Linked DNA regions of Sus scrofa: region 1 is linked to region 2. The links are chromatin contacts, called in public Hi-C maps. All regions are on one chromosome and are shown on one strand. Each heading gives the region's core, a stretch centred on a gene start, on an enhancer-like site or on the middle of the called end of the contact. The rest is flanking DNA. Distances are from core to core; before and after follow the strand shown.

Evidence for each region. A called contact is a pair of places that touch in the nucleus more often than the background predicts.
Region 1: a Hi-C map of liver shows a contact between it and region 2, with 2.1 times the contacts expected there. The contact joins two enhancer-like sites. A contact is called at or near these places in 2 of 47 Hi-C or Micro-C datasets (epiblast stem cells and liver).

Annotation. Positions count from the first base shown.
Region 1 is chr1:268,699,682-268,704,726 of Sscrofa11.1, reverse strand. It overlaps DNM1 (dynamin-1), which reads right to left. Exons shown (of 23, transcript XM_005660471.3): 22 at 4,712-4,748; 23 at 2,494-3,113. The coding sequence ends at 3,053. GOLGA2 (golgin subfamily A member 2) reads left to right here. Exons shown (of 26, transcript XM_021069501.1): 22 at 1-197; 23 at 287-389; 24 at 482-588; 25 at 680-833; 26 at 923-1,902. The coding sequence ends at 1,140. Among named protein-coding and RNA genes, the nearest start is that of MIR199B, 11 kb to the right of the region's middle. Within about 2 kb of position 2,011, at least 6 of the 83 cell types and tissues checked have an H3K27ac peak or open chromatin away from gene starts, as enhancers often do. A contact at or near this core is called in liver, where this site is marked.
Region 2 is chr1:268,473,726-268,478,511 of Sscrofa11.1, reverse strand. No RefSeq gene overlaps it. Among named protein-coding and RNA genes, the nearest start is that of TRNAE-UUC, 39 kb to the right of the region's middle. Within about 2 kb of position 3,246, at least 33 of the 83 cell types and tissues checked have an H3K27ac peak or open chromatin away from gene starts, as enhancers often do. A contact at or near this core is called in liver, where this site is marked.

The sequences.
Region 1 (5,045 bases), core at 762-3,261, 230 kb before region 2:
TCCGAAGGGAGCTGAAGGAGCAGAAGCTTCGCTGCCAGCGCCTGGCTCACCTGGTAGCTCCAGCCCAAGATGGGGTGGAGAAGGAGGCCCCAGCCCCCGGGACCGAGGGGGACAGTGTGTCAGCCCCCGGGACCGGGGGGGACAGTGTGCCTGTGGAGACCCACCAGGCCCTCCAGGTGGCCATGGACAAGCTGCAGGTGAGCAAGTCGCCCCCACCGGGGGCCGGGAGGGGAGGAGCCTGCGGGCAGGTCGCTGCTGAGCCCCAACCCTACCATTCTGGCCACAGGGCCGCTTTACTGAACTCATGCAAGAGAAAGTGGATCTGAAGGAGCGGGTAGAGGAACTGGAACATCGCTGCATCCAGCTGTCCGGAGAGACAGACACTATCGGTGAGCCGGGAGCCCGGGGCCCGGGGTGGCGGTGGGGGTCGGGGGAGCCGTGCTGGACCATCCGAGCCCTGCCGCCCGCCCGCTCCCTGCAGGAGAGTACATTGCTCTCTATCAGAGCCAGAGGGCGGTGCTGAAGGAGCGGCACCGCGAGAAGGAGGAGTACATTAGCCGGCTGGCTCAGGACAAAGAGGAAATGAAGGTAGGGGTCCCGACCATCTCTGCAGAGGGGCGGGCAGGGCCAGGGCCAGGGCCAGGGCCGGGGTGGGGTTGCTGAGCGCCTGTCCCTCCAGGTGAAGCTGCTGGAGCTCCAGGAGCTGGTGTTACACCTGGTGGGCGAGCGCAATGAATGGCAAGGCAAATTCCTGGCTGCCCAGAACCCTGCTGGGGAGCCCACCGTGGCGCCCCCAGCCCCCCAGGAGCTTGGCGCTGCTGAGAACCAGGGTGGTGAGTAGCAGCCTCGGGGAGGGCGGGTGGCCGGGCGGGCCAGGGAGAGCTGGCACACCACTCCCCAGCCTGCCCCTCCCTCTCCCAAGGTCTCCTGGAGGTGAGCCTCTCGGACAATGTGGAGCCCACCCAAGGGGAGGCCCTGCTGGGCCAGACCCTCACCGAGAACCCCACCGCGCAGCAGATCATGCAGCTGCTGCGCGAGATCCAGAACCCCCAGGAGCGCCTGGGCTTGGGCAGCAACCCCTGCATCCCCTTTTTCTACCGGGCTGACGACAACGACGAGGTGAAGATCATGGTGGTCTAAGTGCCTGAGGCTGGCAGGCAAAGACCGGAGAACTGGGGCCGGGGGCTCTGCCCCCACCCGTCCCCGCCACCCTGTCCCTCCTCCCTGCCCTCCTTCCCAGTCACGTCGTCATCCTAGACTAGCAAGCTAATGCCCCTGGAAAGGGGAACAAGCCCCCCCCTCTAATGGGGGGAGACACATAGGTGCAGACCCCTGGCCGTCTTGGCCAGGGCTGTGTCTTGATCTCTGGACGATTAATAGTTCCAGAAAAACAAAGAGCCAGAGGCTCGGTAAAGACAGTTGATTTAGGAGGCTGCCCTTCTCGGGGAGCAGGGGCTCCCTGGTAGCCTCTTCACCCCCATCAAGCAGTCCTTCATTAAGAGGGGCTTATGCATCCTCTATTCAGAGGCACTTTGGGGCACAAGTGTCCCCCCCTGTCCAGCTAGACAACTGGGCAGCACTCTAATAGGCCTTGGGAAGTTGGGGCAAACCGAGGCCAGGCAAGGACATAAGCTGGTGGCGGAATGGGCTCCCTCCCCAGTGTTTATACTGTAACTGTGTAACATTTTGTATATTCTGGAGGTAGAGCAGCCCCCTGTATCACAGGGGAGGTCAGAGCTGGTAAATGGGGAGGAGTTTCCATTGAATATCTGGGGCTGGGGAAACTTATTTATTGATAACGTAGGATGGAGAGGAGGTGGAGGCGGGGACGGGTTTGTGCCCGGGTGAGTCGACTCCTGTTTCATTTCACTTTTTATTTCAGAATAAATGGATTTAGCCATACCGCCTGGCGCTTGCACGTGCCTTTCTTCCATCCCTGGGTCCTGGGGTCTGTGCTGTGAGCACGGAACAGGGAGCGGGGCCTGCCAGCAGAGGGCAGGCTTCTGGTTGTGCAGAGGCCCAGCGCGCCTGAGTCGGTCCAACGGGGCTGTTGGATCCTCCACGTTCTGTGCCCTCCGTGCGGCCTGGTGAAGCCAGAGGGCTGCTGAGGGGCGGTCAGGGGCAGGCCTGCCCTGGTGGCCGGGAGACTCTGAAGCCTGACCTAATCCCAGGCAGGGAAGGCGGCGTGCGCGGCGGGTGCGTGCTGGTCTCTGGTCCAGGTGTTTTCCACTGACCTTGCCCCTGGGGCGGCCCGTTGGACCCGTCCTTCCCCAGCGCCTGCCTGGCCGGCCCCCTGGCGCCTGGCGCAGGCTCACGGGCTGAGGAATCGGCTGACTCCAGGTGGTTTCCCAGTACGCCTGGCGAAGCATGGGGCTTTTTCCCGCCACCTCTTACAGCACCCTGGCAAGCGCCGGGCCCTTCCCCCACCCCTCACCCAGTGTTTAAACCTTTGCCTCCCCGGGAGCGCCACAGAGAACACAAGCCAGCAGAGGACACAGTGTTCCCCATTGTCCAGAAATGGGTTTTATTCTCAGCCAGGAGACAGCAAGACTGGTAGCGGTCAGAGAACCACGCAGCTGCCAGTACAGCACCCCCACGCTCGAGGTGGGGAAGGAGGGGACGGGGGCAGAGGGGCTGGCTGTCCGCAGGCCAGGCGTTGACAGGGCGGCTCATCAGAGGTGGCACGCTTTGGAGGGGATGCCAGGATGACAGTGCTCCCTTGCAGTCAGGCCACAAGACTCCTCAAGGGCAGCGTGGTGATTGATCCCAACACTAGAGGCGAGGCTGTGTGTGTGTGTGTGTGTGTGTGTGTGTGTGTGTGTGTGTTTGTACACGAGTATTTATAGATATTTGTAGAACGGGGCAGGAGCAACACCACAGAGGGGCACAAGTTTCACCAACATCGCGCCTGGATGTGTCAGCTCACCACTACAACAGACTAAGTCACAGATGAAGGGGGTGGCTTTGGGGCTGGGTAGCCACTGTCAAGTCACAGAATAGCCGTCCAGGCAGGCTTGGGAAGGGAGGTCTCCGAGGACTGGGAGGGATCTGGCTAGAGGTCGAAGGGGGGCCTGGGGCTCTCAGGACGGGATGGACTTGCCTGACCCGATCGGCTGGCAGTTGGCGAGAAAGCAAAGAGAGAAGGAGAGAAAGAGGGGAGGGGGGAGAGCTGGTAAGGCAAGGGCCTTCGAGCCCGGCGGTGGGGGGAGGGCGGGCGGGGCAGAAGACACGGGGAAGGGTGTGGGCCAGCTTCTGGAATAGAGGAGAGAGACGAGAAAGGGAAGGTGGAAGGAGCGGGAGATGGGCGGGGGGGCCAGAGCTCCACGGGGCTCTGGAGTAAAGGCTGGGACAGCGCCCCCCGCCACACACACTGGTCTCTCACACACCACCAGGCAGTGCACCCACAGCTCCAGACACGTGCTCGGCCCCCTCTGGCTTCCCTCTTCTCTGGCCCTCCTGTCTTTGAACCCACTGGCCTAGGGCCACCCCTAGCCCTGGGGAAACATGGGGCCATGAGCCCCATGTGACAGCCACCAGGCCTGATGGAGAAAGACAAGACAAAGAACACTGTTTGAACCAGGAGGGCAAAGCTACAAAGACTGGCTGGAGGGAGCGCTCGAGGCCCCTCTGGGTGGGCAGAAAGCCCAGGAGTCCTCTGACGGGACCCTGGGGAGGGAGGAAGGGCAGGTGGCGGGATGCCAGCGGCCACAGGCTTATAAGTCTAAGAGGGGAGCCTCAGGTGGCCGGGGGACTGCAGGTCGCGTAGGTGAGGCTGGGCCCTTCCTGCTGGGGAAAAGCAGAAGAGCAAGAGTCAGCGCGGGTGCATTGGCAGGTGGGTTCGCTGGGCGTTTGGGGGCCCAGCTGGGGCGGAACTCAGAGAAGCTGACTTGCCCAGGTCGGCAGACACTGTCACTCCTTGGCTGAAAAGTGTCGGTCACCCCTAAGAGCATCAGGCCCAGGTCCATGAGCCTGGGGACTGGCTACAGTGCTTCACCAGGGGGCGAGGACGTTGCCTTCTGTCGTGCACTAGCCTATGTGACAACACCATCGAGGCAGGGGAAGGGGCTCGGTGGCCTGCTTGGCCTGTGAGGTGTCCCTTGGGCTGACGGTGTGGATGGGGCACTCAGACTTTCTGAAATCATCCAACAACCAGAGCCTTCACTCCAAATCGCTGCTCGATTGCTGGCGCGATAAAGGAGGTGGGACCTTGACCTCCGTTGCTTTATCGTGGGTTCGGTTTCCAGAGCTCCCGGGCTGGCAGCTAGCTGACTGTCCTGCCCCGGCAGCGCGGCTCAGATTGGGGAACGAGTGAGGTGCCAAGGCCTCTGGCTGCCTGAGTCCAGCCCTACACACAACCCTCACCAAGCTCCCTGCCCCTGACACCAAGAACCACGAGCTCTCTGTTCTCTCTGATGGCTCCAGAGAGCAGCCAGGTCGGCCAGCTTGGGCGCGGAGCCTGTTCCAAGACCTCCCCAGGCTCCGCCACGGGGGCCTTGGGCAGTGGCACTGAGTCCCGAGGCTCGCTGAGAAAGGGAGGTGAGAGAGCCAGCTGGCAGCGAGGACAGAAAGAGGAAAGAATAAGTCTGGAGCTGCAGAAGGGCGAGGGAGGGGGGCCTGCCTCTGAGGTCCCAGGTGCGCCCTGCAATGTGGAGCTGGTGCGGCAGGGGGCAGACACACCGTTCATGCAGCAGGCGGAGAGGCCTGTACCTACCGTGGCTGACGCTCCTCAGGGGTCACTGATAGTGATTCTGAAAGACAGCACGAAATCAACATGGCAGTTCACACGCTCAGACGGGGGCAGGCCTGGGGGTGGGGGACACGCACACGCACACGCCCGGGCGTGCACACACATGCGGTGAGGCCCCACGGCCCCGCATGCACACGCTGACACACATGCCCACGAACAGCACGCATACACCTCCCCCACCTCCCCCTGCCCGGCATCCTCACTGGCCGGCGCGTGCAGCATGGACCTGGGGCATGCAGCCGCTTGGCACACTGAAGCACACGCGGGGGCTGGGTCACAACACAGAAGCTTGCCTGCA
Region 2 (4,786 bases), core at 1,997-4,496:
CCTCCATTATGGTTTATTACAAGGCATTACATATAGTTCCCTATGCTATACAGTAGCCTTTGTTGTTTGTCTACTTTATATGTAGTAGTTTCTGTCTGCTAAGCCCACACCCCTAATTTATCCCTCCCTCTCCCTTTCCCCTTCGGTAACCATAAGTCTGTTTTCTGTGTTTGTGAGTCTGTTTCTGTTTTATAAATAAGTTCATTTGTATCATACACACACACACACACACACACAGAAATATATATGATACATAAACATGATGAAACAGGAGTTCCTGTCGTGGCGCAGCAGAAACGAATCCAACTAGGAACCATGAGGTTTCGGGTTTGACTCCCGGCCTCGCTCAGTGGGTTAAGGATCCGGCATTGGCATGAGCTATGGTATAGGTCGCAGGCTCGGCTTGGATCTGGCGTTGCTGTGGCTCTGGCATAGGCCGGCAGCAATAGTTCCGATTAGACCCCTAGCCTGGGAACCTTCACATGCCGCAGATGCGGCCCTAGAAAGCAAAAAATAAAAATAAAAGATATATGCAGCCCAATATTCATGGCAACACTATTTACAATAGCCAAGACATGGAAGCAATCTAAATGTCCATCAATAGATGAATGATAGAGAAGATATGGTACATTTTTCAACTGAATATTTGGTGTAGGTTTGAGACCTACACCAGAGCTCACAGCAACGCCGGATCCTTAACCCACTGAGCAAGGCCAGGGATCGAACCCATAACCTCATGGATCCTAGTCAGGTTTATTAACCGCTGAGCCATGAAGGGAACTCCATATGTCTTTTTGAATTACAGTTTCCTCTGGATATATGCACAGGAGTGGGATCGTTGGATCATATGGTAACTCTACTTTTAGTTTTCCATACTGGCTGCACCAACTTACATTCCCACCAGCAGTGTAGGAGGGTTCCTTTTTCTTCATGACCTCTCCAGCATTTATTATTTGAGGACCACTTTTTTTTTTTTCTTTTTGCTTTTTAGGGCTGCACTAGTGGCATATGGAAGTTCCCAGGCTAAGGGTCCCATCGGAGCTACAGCTGCTGGCCTACACCACAGCCACAGCAATGCTGGATCCAAGCTGTGTCTGTGACCTACACCACAGCTCATGGCAACGCCAGATCCTTAACCCACTGAGTGAGGGGAGGGATCGAACCCATGTCCTCATGGACACTAGCTGGATTTTTCACCGCTGAGCCACAGCGGGAACTCCCTATTTGTAGACTGTTTCATGATGGCCATTCTGACTGGTGTGAGGTGAAACTTAATTGCAGTTTTTTGGGAGTCATGCCTGCAGCTGTGGAAGTTCCCTGGCCGGGGATCAAACCTGCGTCCCAGCAACGTCCCAAGCCACTGCAGTGATAGTGCTAGATCCTTAACCCACTGCCCTGCATGGGAACTTCAACTTCTTTGTAGTTTTGAATTGCATTTCTCTAACAATTGGTGACATGGCACATCATTTTATGTGCCCATTGGCCGTCTGTGTACCTTCTTTGCAGAAATGTCTTTAGCAGCTAATATCTGATGCGTGCTTCCCTTATGTCAGGTAATTTACAAAGCCTGTTATGTCCTTTACCATCTTGTAGAGTCCTCAAAAGAATGTCATGAGGTATGTGTGGCTTCTAAACCCAATTTACAGCTGTAAAAACTGAGGCTCAGAGTCTCCAAGTGACTGGCTCCAGGTTATAGAGCTAACAGGCAGAGGACTCTGGGACTCCCACCCTGGTCCCTGCTGCAGCCCCTGTCCCCGCTGTTCCCCCAGTGCCTCACCACTAAATGGCACCATTGATGATTTTCACATTGAAAAGTAATAGCTGGTGGAGTTCCCCGGTGGGCCAGCCGGGTGAGGATCTGGCACCATTCCTGCTGTGGCTTGGGTTCAATCTCTGGCCCTGGAACTTCTGCATGCTGCAAGGGTGGCCAAAAAAATGTAAAAAATGCTGTTGCTGACAGTAAAGCCAGGGACTGTGACTAAGAAGTCAGAAAACAAGCAAAGCTCAGCAAGGGCTAAAGGGCTGTGTGTGTGCCTAAGAGGTGCGTGAGAGGACAGGGAGGTGACCTGGGAACACCAGCTCTGTAAACACAGCCCTGATCACTGGGTGAAAGGTGCCGGACTCCTGGCCAGTTATATAAGTTCTGTGTCCATCTGCTGACTCCTGGCTCAAGGGGTGGGGGGGTCTACAAAGGTCCCGAAGGTCAAGTGTAGCTCAGGCGGTCCCCTCCGGGGTCGCCTGGCACATGGCGAGGCTGTCCGAGAAAGGCCTCAGCCAAGCCTTCCCTCCACCCCGTCAAGGCCAGCAGGGCCAAAGGGACACTTCCCAGAACTGGGACTGCTCCCTGCCCTTCAGGAAGTCCCCAAGGGCCCCCTCCAGGCTTTGGTTTGATTTTGCCCAGAAGGAATTTAACTGGACTCCATTTCCTAAGTGGCTCCTTGCCATACACTTTCCCCTGATAATCCGATAACTGCACTAACTCGTCATTATCTCCATTTTATGGGCGAGGGCATTGACCATGAAAGAGGTTAGTGACTTTCTTGAACTGATAGGGCCAGAGGGTAGCCGGACCGGGATTTGAACCCAGGTCATGATAAGCAGAAGGCAGGCCCCGGGCACTGTGTGCTCATGATGTATCTTGAGATGCAGGTGGCAGGCAGAGAAGGGGAGGTTAAAGGGCTAAATTCCTGAATCTTCCAGACCCGGTAGGAAGCTGGCCTGGAATAATCACATCATCTTCTCTCTAAAACCTTCCATGGCTCCCAATTAATTACATTTAGGATAAAGTACACCATTTTTAACATGCCCAGTAAGGCTCTCCTGTAGGACGGGGCCTGCCTACCTTCCTTTCTGGCCCTGTCCTCATCTCTCACATGCCACTTCCTCAGGGACGTCTGCTCTGATCGTGGACACCAGGTCGGGTGCCTTCTGTGTCCCCAACGCTCTCTGACGTCCTCCTGATCCGCCCCCCCCACCCCCGCCGTGTTATTACAACTCTCGTCACATCTGCGTGCCCACCACCCTAGGCCCAGTCCCAGAGCAGATGGCATGATGAACACCTGTGAATGAAAGATGAGCGAATGAACTAAATGAATGAAGGGCTGGGCAGACCTGGAAAGGCTGGGCTAGGAGGCAGACAGAGGGCGAGGGTGGCGAGGCGGCTGGGCTGACCTGCAGGTTGTATGAATGACAGTACTGCAAGGGTAGGGCCAGTGCTCAGTGCTGGGAACACCGGCTGAAGTTTGGACTTTGTCCCATCAGTAATCTGGAAACCTGAGCTGAAGGCCGTCTTAGAGCTGAAGCCCTGGTGTAAGAAAGTAAGACTGGAGTTTCCCTTGTGGCTCAGCGGTTACCAACCTGATTAATAGCCACGAGGATGCGGTTTTGATCCCTGGCCCTGCTCAGGGGGTGAAGGATCCTGCAAGTTGTAGCAGAGGTAGCCGATGTGGCTTGGATCCCATGTTGCTGTGGCTGTGGTGTAGGCTGGTAGCTGCAGGTCTGATTAGACCCCTAGTCTGGAGCTTCCATGTGTCATGGGTGTGGCCATAAAAAGAAAAAAAGAAAGAAAGAAAGAAAGAAAGAAAGAAAGAAAGAAAGAAAGAAAGAAAGAAAGAAAGAAAGAAAGAAAGAAAGAAAGAAAGGCTGACCTTGAGGCTATCTGGGGAAAGCTAACCGTGGGTTTCTGGACATCATAGAAATGGGGTAAACACACTTTCGTGTTTCGGCCTGGGAATCCGGCCAGATTTTACAGTGTTGAGTCAGGCCTTGGGACTCAGCCCTCCCATACTCACCAATCAGATATGCCCAGTCGGGAGGCAGGGACTGCTCTGGGCCCCACTGGACAGATGGAAAAACTGAGGCTCAGAGAGGTAGACTGACCTGCCCCAAGTCACACAGGGAGTCTCTGTCTGCTTTAATTACACTTTGTATCACAGCTCGCCCAGAGCTGGGGGGATCTAGACTGTCCAGACCTGTCCTATCCAATATCTGCCAGCCATTAGCTGTGTGTGGCTATTTACAATTTTAATATAAATTCAATAGAGGTTTTTTTCTCCTTGTTCTTTTTTTTTTTTTTTTTTTTGGCAGTCTTTTTAGAGTTGCACTGCGGCCTAGGGAAGTTCCCAGGCTAAGGATCAAATCGGAGCTGCAGCTGCCAGCCTACACCACAGTCACAGTCATGCTGGATCTGACTCCTGTTTGTGACCTGTACATCGCAGCTCAAGGCAACACTGGACCCTTAACCCACTGAGAGAGGCCAGGAATTGAACCCAAGTCCTCATGGATGCTAGTCGGGTTTGTTACTGCTGAGCCACAACAGAAACTCCTCAATAGAGTTTAAAATTCAGTTTCTCGGAGGAGTTCCCATCATGGTGCAGTGGTTAACGAATCCGACTAGGAACCATGAGGTTGCGGGTTCAATCCCTGCCCTTGCTCAGTGGGTTAAGGATCTGGTGTTGCCATGAGCTATGGTGTAGGTTGCAGATGCAGCTGGGATCCTGCATTGCTGCGGCTCTGACATAGGCTGGCAGCTACAACTCCGATTGAACCCCTAGCCTGGGAACCTCCATATGCCGCAGGAGCGGCCTTAGAAAAGGCAAAAAGACAAAAAAAAAATTAAAAAATAAAAAATAAAATAAAATTCAGTTTCTCGGTCACACTAACCACATTTTTAAAATGATCAACAGCCACATGTGGCTAGTGGTTACCATACTGAACAGTGCAGAGATGGAAAATTTCCATCATTACAGAAAATTCTATTAATAGTGTTTGTCTATTATCGACTATT